2 separate regions of the Columba livia genome follow, and region 1 is linked to region 2. A link is a contact called in public Hi-C data. All regions are on one chromosome and are shown on one strand. Each heading gives the region's core, a stretch centred on a gene start, on an enhancer-like site or on the middle of the called end of the contact. The rest is flanking DNA. Distances are from core to core; before and after follow the strand shown. Region 1 holds the start of UBP1 (upstream binding protein 1). Region 2 holds the start of CLASP2 (cytoplasmic linker associated protein 2).

The links. Hi-C and Micro-C count contacts between places; a contact is called where the count stands out from the background.
Region 1: a contact with region 2 is called in a Hi-C map of crop, with 1.9 times the contacts expected there. The contact joins the promoter of UBP1 here to the promoter of CLASP2 in region 2. A contact is called at or near these places in 2 of 2 Hi-C or Micro-C datasets (crop and liver).

What each region holds. Positions count from the first base shown.
Region 1 is chr2:52,867,750-52,871,525 of bColLiv1.pat.W.v2, reverse strand. It overlaps UBP1 (upstream binding protein 1), which reads right to left and starts at 2,103. Exons shown (of 15, transcript XM_065051976.1): 1 at 1,992-2,103. The coding sequence starts at 2,065.
Region 2 is chr2:52,705,232-52,708,995 of bColLiv1.pat.W.v2, reverse strand. It overlaps CLASP2 (cytoplasmic linker associated protein 2), which reads right to left and starts at 2,023. Exons shown (of 40, transcript XM_065051946.1): 1 at 1,603-2,023. The coding sequence starts at 1,797.

The DNA of each region.
Region 1 (3,776 bases), core at 854-3,353, 160 kb before region 2:
CCTTGTGGAATTTTGAGATCTCAAATTCCTTCTCTAACCCTCTGAGCAGGTCAAGTCCACAAGCCTAACTTGTCACAGGTGACATTCCCTGTGTCCCTGCCATTCCATTTCTGCATAACCCTGTCACCAGACCCAGCAACTGGACTTGGAGGCTTGATGTAACAGAGTATGCAATGGGAGCCTGATCTTACAAAATACCTGCATAAATGTGTTCTAAGTACAGTTCTACAGGGATGTGGGACAGGGGATCCTGGGACACTTCTTTTTCCATCTGCTGTTCACTAATGCTGGCAGGCGTCCTCCCCTGAAGTCGATGGCTGTTTCTCTGAGTCTTACTCATGTCCAGACGTGGGACTGAAGTCTGGTGTTTCACTAAGGGTGAAGCACTGAAGACAGAGCCAAGGAACTTGATGATTATGACCAGACCAAAGCCTAGAGCCTGAACTGGTTTGTATTCTTTTTGCTTACGGTAATGGGCCTCAAGGGCCAATCTTGTTAGCTCCCAAACACATCCCTTAATTTATGGAAGTTTCCCAGCTACATTGTATTTCAACACCAAAACGCAGATAGATGCATGCTGCTGGCCATACCTGAAGACAGATGTTCAAAACTATGTGGGAAGAGTAACTTCAGAGGGACTCGAATGGCAGATTTTTAGATAAGGGCAGGAAAGCAGAAACAAATACTGGGAAGCAATGAAGAAAGACAAGAACCTGAGAGAGCACGGGCCTGAGAAAAGCTCGGAGGGGACACAGCCCCTCTAGGCTGAATGGAGGCTGAAGAAGAGGGGACCTGAGGTGTGAGTTGCCGTCCTTGCTTTCTCATGCTGTTCTGTTCGTTTTGCACTGGGAACTGTACACATCACTTGTGAATGGGATTGCATCAGGGAATTCCAGCGCCCGTTCTTCATTTCAGGTTGACCGCTTGAGTCAATAGAAACGGTGCTGTGTTTGCTACACACTTGGGTTAGCCAATCTAAATTTCAAATCACCCCAAACCTTTGTACTGAAATGGATCAATTTTATAAAATTTCTCTGCAGTTTCCTTCATTTCACACTTCAGAACCCAAATATAGCCCAAATTCCTTTTATTTTCTTAAACCTTAAACGTTACACATTTCTAATAAAAACATGCCACTCAAAAATTCTACAAGAGCAGAAGTAATGTGATACAGTAATAGATGGGAGACTATGAACATATGAAAAGCCATATCAAGGTATATGATTGAACACTATTATGCTTACATACATTGTATTTGGCCAAAAAAGTAATAAGCTGAAGTTTAATACAGAGGGTGAACCACATTATAAATTGAAACTCAGTTGACCTCAAAATTATCTGGAATTTGTGAGCTTAGCTCTTGCCAAAGCATAATCATTTTTAATTATAAGAAAAATTTGAATACTGTACACAAATAATATTTTAGTCATGAAGAGGTAAAGCAGGTTCATAGCTTATAGGAATGTACTGATGCAATAAGCTATATATTGCATCAGAATTTCAATGCAAAGCATTTAGCCGGCATGCCTGGACTGATAAGACAAGCAGCCCCATGTACTGATCCTGCAGGTCAGCTGAGCTCTAGCAGATAATCAAAGTAGATGTGAAAAATTAAGGTATTTGTAAGTCTGTATTACTTTGTATAAACAGAGTCTTATCAACAGACTGTGAATGTAATTTGAAAAAGAAACAAAAACTTAAGACACCTATGAATTACATATTAAGCAGTAAAATGTTCCTATTGCTGTTAAGAGCACAGATGTGTGGTGGCATGGTTTGTGAAAATTGTGGAGCTATAGTAAAGTAAATCTCCAGTATGGTGACTGTACGGTGCAAAGAATTCTCAAAGGGTCTGTGGTCACCACCAGATCTGTTTGAAGGCTTGAACTTATGGATTAGCAAAGTCTCCGCAGTCTGTATTTTTGTGTGCTCTAGCATTATAATAATTATTTAGAAACGTCCCCCCCACCCCCGCCCTGTTCTTCTCTTACCGCAGGTAGCTGCTGTTAGTGCTGGGATACTGGTGATGGTGATAATGTTCAGGCTGGCTGTGCCAGAAAAGCATTTTGGCATGAGATGAAGCGTTGTGCTCAGCTAAGAGATGGTCACTGCAGTGATGGGAAAGAGAAAACAAATACACACGTTCAGATTAAGGTTGTGATTGGCTTTATACACCTCTGTGTTTAGTTACTGCCCAGCTGCAAGGCTTTATTACAAGCTGATGTGGCATCAAGTGCAGCTCAGACCTCACCAGCATCCCCCTTGATCTCCACCCCTCCCTACATACTGTCAGAGCATCATGGAGCAGAACTGCTTGTTACAGGGCCAGGAGAAGGAGACATTTCCTAGCACCTCTGCCTCAGAGAGGCATACAGCCCCCTCTTTACACACTCCACTCAGAGTACTTGAACACTATAACCTGCAGAGGCACGCCTGACTGAAAAAGAATAAAGGTGTAATATACAATGATTTATTTAAAGCAAGCAAGGTGCCCTCTCAGTAGCATTTAGACTGCATTACTTTCGGCTGTTCATTCTATGCAAATTCAAGTGACAGGCTACTGCAGAGTGCAACTTTATAGTTACCTTATTGCCATTAAAAAAAGTGTTAAAAAATGAAAACGCTGTCAAACTGCAGGGTAAATATTTACTCCAAAACCCACTCACACCACCCCTCACACACACACTTTAGGGACAAATCAGATGCAAACCAGCTGCTTGGTGCACTCATGTCTCAGTGCCATTTGCTTGCCTGGGTTTGAAGCCAGGATTGCAATATCTGCTTAAAAGCACACAAAATAGTACTGGTTGATCCTGCTGAGGCCTTGACACTCAAAGAAAAGGGGGCACAGAGCCAAAAACTTCATCTGAAAAGAGTTACCTGCAGAGGGCACCCATTCTGCTTGAAAAAGAAAGGACTGCTGACAAATAGTAGCAGTTCTTTTTGGTGGTGGTGGTGGTGGTGGTGGGGTTTTTGTGTGTGTTGTTATTGCTTGTTTTGTTTTTAATACCACCCACAAGCACACGTTGCCTGTTCCTTGCAGTGCATTCTATAACAATATACTTTTAAAAGGTATTGTGATAGTGTGACCACACTCAGGGCCATGAAAATCAGAATGTTGAAGAGAAGGGTTCTGGAAAACAGAAAGGGATTATTTGTCATCAGAATTATAGTAATAGGTAACAGTAAAAATGAACAACGTTGTTTTTTTTTCATAGCATGAGGCAGTTCTCCTTTAACTTACCGTTCTTATTCAACATCAAATGACACAAACAAAAAGCAAAGGCCAGAACAACAATAGAAGAGCAACTGTAAATGTGGGAAGAGAAAGAAAAACTCCTATGTGGCACTGTCCAGAAAAGCAGCCAAAAATTGGGACTGCTGACTTAGTGATTCTAAGAGATTATTCTCTTCCCAGAGGCACTGAGGTACCTCCAGGATGGCTGTCATAACACAGACCTGTTTCTGTACATAAATTGATTTTAGTTCCAGCAAGGATGAGAGCTGGAGGAGTCTTTTCAAGGTTAGTTTTTCCACTTAAATATCTATATGTAACTGCATGCTTTTAATAAGCCCTCCCCTAGCAGATGTAAATGACTGCATGAGTCCTGAAGGGACTACCTGAGTGGAAGTTATAGCCAGGTGGGGATTGGTCTCTTCTCCCAGGCAGTTAGCAATAGGACAAGGGGGCATGGGCTTAAACTCTGCCAGGGGAAATTTAGGCTGGATATTAGAAAGAAATTCTTTACAGAGAGAGTGGTCAGGCATTGGAATGG
Region 2 (3,764 bases), core at 774-3,273:
TGACTGAGGCTCGTGATCTGGAGTGCTGCATAGTCCTCATTTCTCCTACAGTTTAAACAGCCAAGGAGTTCTGTCACCTCACATCATCAGCAAGCAGAATGCATTGTGTTACACGAAATACACCTTGAAAAACAAATTTCAAGTATTTATCCCCAATTCTGTAAATTTAAAAGCATGGAAAGAAACTTTTGCATTACCCTGTTAAGATAAGTATCTAGTCCTCTTTACACAAAACGGTATTTTTAAACACCTGTCTAGGTTTCACAGTAATCAATTACCCCCAACAACTGCTCTCAGGTGAGAAATTAAAAAGCAAATAAATCATACTTGTCCAGCACAACATCATTTCCTCAAGTTAACCTGACCTTTAACGCCAAATACACTGCCAAAAAAATTAAATCATACGTGCAAATAGATTTAAGCCCTATTAGTTTCAGACCTCAAACTCAGAGAAGTGCGGTATGCAAACACTGGCAAGTACGCAGCACTGTAAAGTCAACAGAGGAGAAAATAAAAAAATAAGTATTCATGAACAGACACGGCACTTACAAGTTACTCCCAGGCCTGCGTCCTGAGCCTAAGCAAATAGGAAAAAATTACAATAACCTCACAACGCTACGTCCAAAGGCCCAAAGGGCAAGTCAATCATCTCGCAGGGCAGGAGAGGGAGGTGAAGGGACCAGAGCAGAGGGACCCGCGGAGCGACATCGCCACCCGGCGACGGCAGCGCCCGCCCGCACACACCGAACGGGGCGGGGGGAAATCGCCAATGCGAACACGGTTATTGCCCTCGGTAGTAAAATTGCGCTGCCAACCGCGTTACCGGCTGAGCACCGCCAGAAAAAATTACAAATCCTACAACAGGCGTGCGCCGGAGTGATCAGTTTTCTCGTAGCTCAGCCTAAAAACGCAGCAAAAAAAACCCCCACACAACCAAACCAACCAAAACGTGAGTCATCATTGGGCTGCTGTAAAGATACTATATAACTTCCCACGTACAAGAAAGTCACCTAAAGACGATATGAACAACTTTAAACTCACAACAGGGATACCAGGAAGCAAACAGTTCATTAAATCGTATAAAAAGCACACCGCGCAACACAAACGCGGGCAAACAGCACTCTTTACGGCCTACAGAAAATAATGGCAATCCCAGGAAACGTTACACCCAAGTGTAGAGACGATGGAATGGGAGTGGTAGCGAAAAAAAAAAAAGGGAAAAAAAATCACTACCTATCTTGTCTCAGAATAAGAAACATAACTGCAAAAAAAAAAAAAATCTGCAAAAAAAAAACCCAACATTTTAACCAGCGATTTAAAAAAATAATAAAAATATCAACAACAAACCAAAAACCCCACCAAAACAGAAAACACCCCAAACATTACTGCTTCTTTTAGGACAGAGAAATCGAAACAAAAAAATGTTAATGAACGCCTCCCAAAATTTCTGAATTCCCCTTTGTGGGGGAGGGATAAAAACTGGTATAGATGTAGTTTTATTTCTGCCCGTATCTGATTAAAGAGTAATCTGGACGTCTGGACCTCCCTATCATGATGAATCATGGTCTTCCCGTACCAAGCCCCGCCGACCAGCCTCCTCACCTTAAAATTACTAGAGTTGACCCATCCTGTCAATTCGTCGATCACTTTGTCAAGGCGCTGCTGGTCCTGCTCCAGATCGGAGGACCTCGCCGGGTCGCCCAGGTACTCCAGCAGCTCCTGGCCGACCTGCATCCTGCGGCCCACGTCCTTCTGCTGTACCTGCTCGCAGAAATAATCCATCCCGGCAGCCTCCATCTTCGGCCACTGCGCAAAAGTTTGGGTTTTTTTTTCAGGGCGACGAAGAACCAAGCGGCTTCAGGGTCGGAAACGCGGGCAGGGCAGGGCGGGCGGCGGCAGGAGGGAAACGCCCGGCGAGGCGGCGATCCCCGGCAGGGCCGCGGCGCTCATGGAGCCTCTCCTCGCCCTCTCCGCCCCGGCTCCGCGCTCGGCGCCTCCATGCGCGCACCCGCCGCCAGGGGCACGGGCGGCTTCCTCCGGCCTCCTCCCCGAGCCTGCCCGCAAGGTGAAGCCCGGAGTCGGACAGGAAGACTGGGGCGCACGCAAGGCTGTGCGGCTGCCCGGAGGGTGGAGGGGTCGGCGGGAGCCGCCTCCTCGGGCTCGGGGTTTTCCAGGCGCCTTCGCGTCGTCGGCGGGGGATCCCAGGAGGGCTCCTCGCCACTGCCCCTCCTCTCCCACCGCCGGGGGACGGGAAATTAAGAGCGAGAACAGGCGCTGAAGCTCGTCCTGCGGGGCGGAGGAGGCTCGCAGGCACCTCGGCGGAGGGCGGGCAGCTGTGGGGGTCCCCGCGGGAGCTGCAACCGCCTCTGGCTCTCTCTCCTCCCGCCCGCAGGCACCGAGAAGCGATCCCCGGGCCGCCTCTCACCGCCGCGGGCACTGGCCGGTCCTCCCACGGACACAGCAGCGCTGAGGCCGAGACGGACCTCTCATGCTTCCGACGCCGCGGCCTCCGACCCCTCCCGTTCGCCCACGGGGCAGCTTCCAAACTTCGCCTCGGCGGGTCTCAGCGCCGCTCCGTCTCTAGCTCCCCTTCCCCCGTCGGCCCCGCCGCGGACCAGGTCGGACGAGCCCCCACGGAGCCGGTCACGCTTCGCCGCGCCCTCCTCCGCCCGGCTGCGACGCCGCCTCCGTCCCGTGGAAGTTGCGTCCGCGGGCCGCCCCGCCAGCGCCAGCTAGACTGGGCGTGGCGCCCGGAGGCCCCGCCCCCCGCCGCGCCTTCCCGCTTCCCCCGGCCTCTCGCCTCTGCGCGCGGCCCGCCCCGCGCTGCGGCGGGAGGAAGGGCGAGCGGCGCGCGCCCCCGTGGGCACGCCGCTGGGCCCCGCCGGTGGCGGGAGGCGCATGCGCCCCGCGTGGCCCGCTGGCGGCGGCACCGCTGCCCGCGGACGGGAAGGGCGTGCGCGGCCTGTGGCAGCCGGCGCGCCGGGGCAGGCGGCGGCGGGCGAGGAGGAGGAGGAGGAAGCGTTGAGGAATAGGGGAAGCGGTGCGAAGGGTGCAGGGGTGCCCTGCCCCTCCCGGCTCGCTCGCGGAAGCACGGGAGCGCGGGCTCCCCGCGGTGCTACGAGGAGGCTGCGGTGCTACAGGGAACTGCTGGAGAGAGTCCAGCGCAGGGCAACAAAGATGGTTATGGGAGTGAAACATCTCCCTTACGAGGAAAGGCTGAGGGAGCTGGGTCTCTTTAGCTTGGAGAAGAGGAGACTGAAGGGTGACATTATTAATGTTTATAAATATATAAAGGGTGAGTGTCACGAGGATGGAGCCAGGCTCTTCTTGGTGACAACCAATGGCAGGACAAGGGGTGATGGGTTCAAACTGGAACACAAGAGGTTCTACTTAATTTTGAGAAGAAACTTCTCAGTGAGGGTGACAGAGCACTGGAACAGGCTGCCCAGGGAGGTTGTGGAGTCTCCTTCTCCGGAGACATTCAAAACCCGCCTGGACACCTTCCTGTGTAACCTCATCTGGGTGTTCCTGCTCTGGCAGGGCGATTGGACTGGATGATCTTTCGAGGTCCCTTCCAATCCCCAACATTCTGTGAGGTTCCCCTTTGCAAAGCGGGGGTCTCCCCTGTGCTCCAGCCCGGCCCGGGGCGTTAGGCGGTGGGTGAAGAGGCCGCTTCTGGGGGGGTACCCCGGGTCGGCTCCCGCGCCCCGCCGTGCTCTGCCCTCCTGCCCCACGCAGGGCATGGGCAGCCGGGTGCCGTGGGG